2 separate regions of the Zea mays genome follow, and region 1 is linked to region 2. A link is a contact called in public Hi-C data. All regions are on one chromosome and are shown on one strand. Each heading gives the region's core, a stretch centred on a gene start, on an enhancer-like site or on the middle of the called end of the contact. The rest is flanking DNA. Distances are from core to core; before and after follow the strand shown. Region 1 has its middle 8.1 kb from the start of MIR160b. Region 2 holds the start of LOC100274476 (Patatin-like protein 6).

Region 1 (3,066 bases), core at 458-2,957, 150 kb after region 2:
GATCCGTCGCCCGATGTCGGACGACCTTGTTGTTCCTGTCCACTTTGAAGTTGGCCAAGAACTTTGCTTTCGCCTCCTGGATCATCCGCTCCTTGTGCTCCTCAAACTGGAGCTGCTCGTCAGCCGGCAAGGTTTCCCAAGTCGGCTCTATGATGTTGCTTGGAGAAATATCAGAGCTATCCCTTGAACCGGTCATTGAGGGCCGATTTGATAAGCTTAGATATGTTTTCCCCAGCGGAGTCGCCAAAAAGTATGTTGACACCTTTTTGGAGGCGCCAATTACTCAAGAGAACCAGCGGTGGTGCTCTCTGCACAGGGGCGGACGGTCCGCGCGCGGGGGCCGGACGGTCCGCGGCCTGGTGCGAGGCGGTGGTGCTTTCTGGTCAGGCGCGGACGGTCCGCGGCACAGGGCCGGACGGTCCGCGACCTGGTGCAGGAGCCCGAGTTCCCTGCCTGACGGCCGGACGGTCCGCGCCCTAGGGCCGGACGGTCCGCGCGTGCGCAGGGGCGGCGGAAGACCGCCGACGGCGCCTGGATCTCGCTCCTGGGAGGGACCCCGTCGGGGAGGAGAGATCCTAGGTGGTGTCTAGGCTCGGGCCGGCCGACCTAGACTCCTCTAATCGACGTAGAGTCGAAGAGAGACGAAGAATTGGGGATTGGAAGGCTAAACCTAAACTAGACTAGAACTACTCCTAGGATAAAATGCGAAATAGAAGTTGTATTGATTCGATTGTTGATGATTACAAATCGGCCGTAGACCTCTCTATTTATAGAGGAGGGGGGCTGGACCCTTTACACAACTGATTCCGAGCTAATCCCGCGAATATAGCTAACAACCGTAGCACAAAACTCGGAACCCTAATCTGTTCTGCGCACGCGCGGACCGTCCGGCCCACAGGCGCGGACCGTCCGGACCGCGGACCGTCCGGCCTCAGGGCCGGACAGTCCGCCGCTCAATTCTGGTTCGAACAGGGTGGCAATCTAGACTTTGGATTGATTGTTCCTGACTTGGGTTTAGGATTTTTTTCCCTTTCCTTCTTATCTGGCTGTATACGTTTTGCATAAGCCAGAATTGTATACCAAGGTTTTGTATCCTTTTGATGTAATGTACTTGGTGTTTTTATAAAAACATCTTTTATCGAAGAAAATTACCCATTATGTTACTAATATAAATATCCATTACGTTGCAAATATAAATATGTGAACCAAACAATACCCTTGTTTTAGTCGTTACTAACAATGTCTGTATCTTCTAAACAAACTGTCATTATCTGTACAATCTCTTCTCTTACTTTTCCTTCAGCATCTGTACATATAAACTGCAGATGCAGTCAGTCATGCGCAGCATCCTGGAGCAGCTCTACCTGTAATAACTTGTTGATGCGCAACGGGGGGCATACAGCGTCCTAAACACGTTGAGTTCTGCAGTGCTGTTGTGTACTTTGCCCGGTGGCCGGAGGTTCTGTGTGTCTTGTGATCAGAGTTTCAGTTGGCCTGGCCGGCCTGCTCCCGCCCCCGCACAACGGCACAAGCGTGCAGGCCCGGATCAATCGAAGAGGTGCAGTGAAGTTAGGTCAGCACAGAGGCCAGCGGGCCGGCTGCTGGTGTCTCGCCGGCGGCCGACACGCGCGCAGGCGCAGGCCTTGGATCGGCCAGGCAGGGACGTAGCATCATGATGCATGGCCGGCGCTGCGAGCTGCATGGCTGGGTTGGCCACAGCCACGGGCCGCGCGGGGCGGCAGCCAGTGTCCTCGCCTGCCTCAGCACTCGCCGTCACCGCCACTATGCCCGGCGCCCGCCCGGCCTGCACGCCGTACGTGGAGCCGGAGATGCCTTCTTCTTGGAAGAACGATTCGCGTGCCGGCATGATCGGTCCATCTCGCTCACAGTCACAGCGCAGCGGCCGGGCGGGCCGGGGGCCACATGCGTGCATTGCATTGCCTGGTAGCTGGCCGGTGTGCTAGCTGTGGCTGTCTGCCGCATGACAGCATGAGTGACAGGGTGTGATCTGACCTTGCCCTGCCCTGCCCTGGGGCTCAACCGCAGAATTCATTGTTTTTTTATATATTTAACAAACTTTAAAAATATTTAAGTTTTAAAAAAAATGAGAATTCATTTTTTTTAAAAAAAAATTAAAAGGGTACCTATCTATTTTATTTAATAAACAAATAGCATTTATCAGCCTTATTTTGCCCCTACGTATGAAAGCCGATGGAATATAGCACCGAGGCATGCAATGATTCTAGTGACTGCCTGCTAGCGCACGGGTCATAGGCTTGTTCCGAATCACAAGTCTCGCTTTATCCTTTGTGTCAAACAATACAGTGTGTACAGTGGCCTAGAAAGACGAATGTATATGTGCATGCATGATGCGCGTTGGTCCAACCGATGCTCAACTTTTATGTTTGACTAGTTCTTGTTCTTGACGTGCGTTTTATATTATTGTATATCTCTATATAAATATGTAGAGAGAGATAAAAAAAGGTCCCTGTTCTTTGTCCTTGGCGTTGTCCGGAAACGTAACGCTCACAGATTGTTCCCTCAAGTGTTATTTAACAGTAGCCACACCTGCATGCAAGAATGATAGCTGAGATCAGGGTTTGATCTTCTCGGGTGGTCTATGACAGGGGCAGCCATATATATATGCATCTCTATAGGAACAGATGGCAGGAATCACGGGTGAGTTGATGATTACGCCCATTTCCAGTTGTTGGGTTTGGCGATAATGATATTGTGTTGCGTATGTGTAGGCGTTTGGAGATGGCTTTGCCAGCAATGGTCGCTGCAAAATAGGTCGAGTTGCAAACAGTACATTTTTGGTAGCATGAGTCCACATATACTAGGATGCCTAGACAAAAGATATGAGGATAATGTTTTCCAAATAAGGCATAAATTATATACATGTAGCCGTGTATCGAAGGCGTAACCTTGAACGTCGAATGTCTTTTCTGCTGTGTATGACAAATAGGTTACTTTAAAGTTAAACGAAATTTTGCACTAGTTGAAGTAAGGAATTAGAATAGATTATATAACATGAAAATGTAGAATGGATTAGATCATACATTT
Region 2 (2,764 bases), core at 224-2,723:
CATAATAAAAATATGTATTATGGTACTACAAACGTTGTATGAATTTTTAAATTTTCAAAAAAGATAAATACATGTTAATTAACTGAGTTATAGTGTATATGGTAGCTATATAAGGAGAATTGTTGGATACAAACTATATGTAGAAGGAGAATCTTTTAGGAGATGTAGTAAAATATATTAGAAATTACAGTTGGAGAGATCTGTAGGGAAAATTGTTGGAGAGAGCCACAAATGATTGTTTCTAGTCCTAGTTAGCTACAATAGAAGAATCCTAATTTTTCTTTAGAGTGTGCTTACCGTAGAAACCACACCACCTTGTTTTGTGTATTCCTAGTAATATGTTGACTTACTCATCTTCTTGTTAGATGCAGGGGTGTTTGGTTCTACCAAACTAAAATTTAGTCCATGTTACATCGAATATTTAAAAGACAATTACGAGTACTGAGTATAGTCTAATTATAAAGATGATTACATATATTAAGACTAACCAACGAGATGATTTATTAAGTCTAATTAAGCATATATTTAATACACGTAATTGATATTCAAACATTCAATGTGGCACGAACTAAACTTTAGTCTGGAAACCCAAACGCTTATTCCCCTTAAGACTTGTTTTGTTGCATGGAGATTAGTGGGGATCTAGGGCAATATAACCATTTGCTCAAAAAGGGATTATGTTGCGACTGGATCCCCTCTAACCTACATGCAACCAAACAAGCCATTAGGTTAGAAGGGATTGGGGAAAATGAACTATTTTCTCCTTAATCCCCGTTAACACCCTTCAACCCTCTTCTAACTAAACAAACCTTTATGTTCTTGGTTTATTAGGAATGTAGTGCTTGTCCTAGTTCTTTGCACTAGGCTGAGGATCGTAGCTGAACCATGTTGTTTTATTGATGTTGGTGTTGTAATTCTCTTCTTTCCCGCCGTTACTTATGTAATTAGTTCATGTTTTTTTGGAAAAATGAAAATACTTTGAAAAAAAAAAGAGATTTGCAAACTAGCCCTTGGATGGAAACTATTGTCCTCCACTTTTTTCGCTTTTCCGATGACCTTAGAAAAAATATGGTTGAAAAACATCATTTATTTTAGAATCTATATTTATCTACAGTGCCATATAACATCAAAATAATGTTTCATATGTTCATTTATTTGTACGTGTAACTAAGCTCTAATTTAGGAGAACCAAGATGGCCCACCTGCCGCCCTGGTAAGACCGGGCGAGGTAAAAGGGGAGAGCCGGAGAGGCGAGGAAAGGTCCGTAAAGAAACCAAGCGCGCCACAAAACCGAAGCATTGAGTGGTGAAGCGAGGACAGAAAAGGACACGCGGCTCAGCAGCGTCAATGGGCACGAGCGCGTGCTACCATGCGCCGTGGCGGGAAGCTAGAGTGCGCGGCTCCAGTATAAATTCTGCCGGGAAGACGGTGCCGCACACTCACCTCAGCCTCACCTGCCTTCCCAATCAATCGCATTCTCCGTCCGCGACCCAATCCAGGTGCCGACAGACCAGATACCAGAGCAAACAAGAAGCCGTCTCACTCCACGTCGCAAGGGAAATGGCCACCGCCTCGCTCGCACTGCTCGATCAGACGCTGCTGCCGTCCCCTCTGGCGTACAACGGCGGCTCCGACCGCCTCAGCCAGGAGATCTTCTCCATCCTCGAGTCCAACTTCCTATTCGGCGCGTCGCCGCTGGAGGGCGGCGCGTGCTCCGCGGGCCGCGTCCGCGTGCTGTCCATCGACGGGGGTGCCGACGGCGGCGCGCTGGCCGCCGCAGCGCTGGTACGGCTCGAGCGCCGCCTGCAGGAGCTCTCCGGCAACCCCGCCGCGCGCGTCGCGGACTTCTTCGACCTGGCGGCCGGCTCCGGCGCGGGCGGGTTCCTCGCGGCGGCGTTGTTCGCGTGCCGGATGCCCGCCGAGGCGGCGCGCGACGTCGTGGCCAAGAACCGGAAGGTCCTGTCCGGGCGTGGCGGGGGCCTGATGTCGTTCCGGCGCCCCGAGGCCGCGTTCCGGAAGGTGTTCGGTGACCTGACGGTGCGCGACGCCGCCAAGCCGCTGCTGATCCCGTGCTACGACATGGCCACCGCGGCGCCGTTCGTGTTCTCCCGCGCCGATGCCGTGGAGGCCGACGCGTTCGACTTCCCGCTGTGGCAGGTGTGCGCGGCGGCTTGCGGCGTGGGCCCCGCGGAGGTGGCGTCCCTGGACGGGCGCACCAGGCTGCGCGCCGCGTCGGGGGCGGGGGCAGGCGGGGGCGGCGCGTCGGCCGCCGTGGCCAACCCGACCGCCGTGGCGCTGACGCACGTGCTGCACAACAAGCGCGAGTTCCCCTTCGCCGCCGGCGCGGGAGATCTCGTGGTGCTGTCCCTCGGCGGGCGCGCCGCAGCCTCGCTGGGCCGGCTCTCGTCCTCCAGCCTCCTGCGCATCGCCGGAGCCTGCCAGGCCGACATGGTGAGCCTGCCTAGATGACCGTTTCTATCTCGAAAAGGGCGGCGGCGGCCGCCGCCGCCGCAGCAGCTGGAACGAAATGGAATGGACAAGACTGACACTGACACTGACAGTGCGCGCGGATTGTTTTGTTTTGCAGGTTGACCAGGCCGTGTCGATGGTGTTCGGGGAGAGCAGAGCGACCAACTACGTCCGCATCCAGGGCAACGGCATTGCGCCCGGCGAGACGGCGGAGGCGGCGCTGGCGGAGCGGGGCGTGGAGTCGGTGCTGTTCAGGGGAAAGAAGCTGATGGCGCAGACCAACGGCGAGCGGCTG

What was found. Hi-C and Micro-C count contacts between places; a contact is called where the count stands out from the background.
Region 1: a Hi-C map of ear shows a contact between it and region 2, with 4 times the contacts expected there. The contact joins the enhancer-like site here to the promoter of LOC100274476 in region 2. A contact is called at or near these places in 4 of 25 Hi-C or Micro-C datasets (ear, endosperm, leaf and 1 more).

The regions. Positions count from the first base shown.
Region 1 is chr5:44,511,129-44,514,194 of Zm-B73-REFERENCE-NAM-5.0, forward strand. No RefSeq gene overlaps it. Among protein-coding and RNA genes, the nearest start is that of MIR160b, 8.1 kb to the right of the region's middle. Within about 2 kb of position 1,708, at least 12 of the 20 cell types and tissues checked have an H3K27ac peak or open chromatin away from gene starts, as enhancers often do. A contact at or near this core is called in ear and tassel, where this site is marked.
Region 2 is chr5:44,363,972-44,366,735 of Zm-B73-REFERENCE-NAM-5.0, forward strand. LOC100274476 (Patatin-like protein 6) reads left to right here and starts at 1,474. Exons shown (of 2, transcript NM_001148835.1): 1 at 1,474-2,451; 2 at 2,588-2,764. The coding sequence starts at 1,561.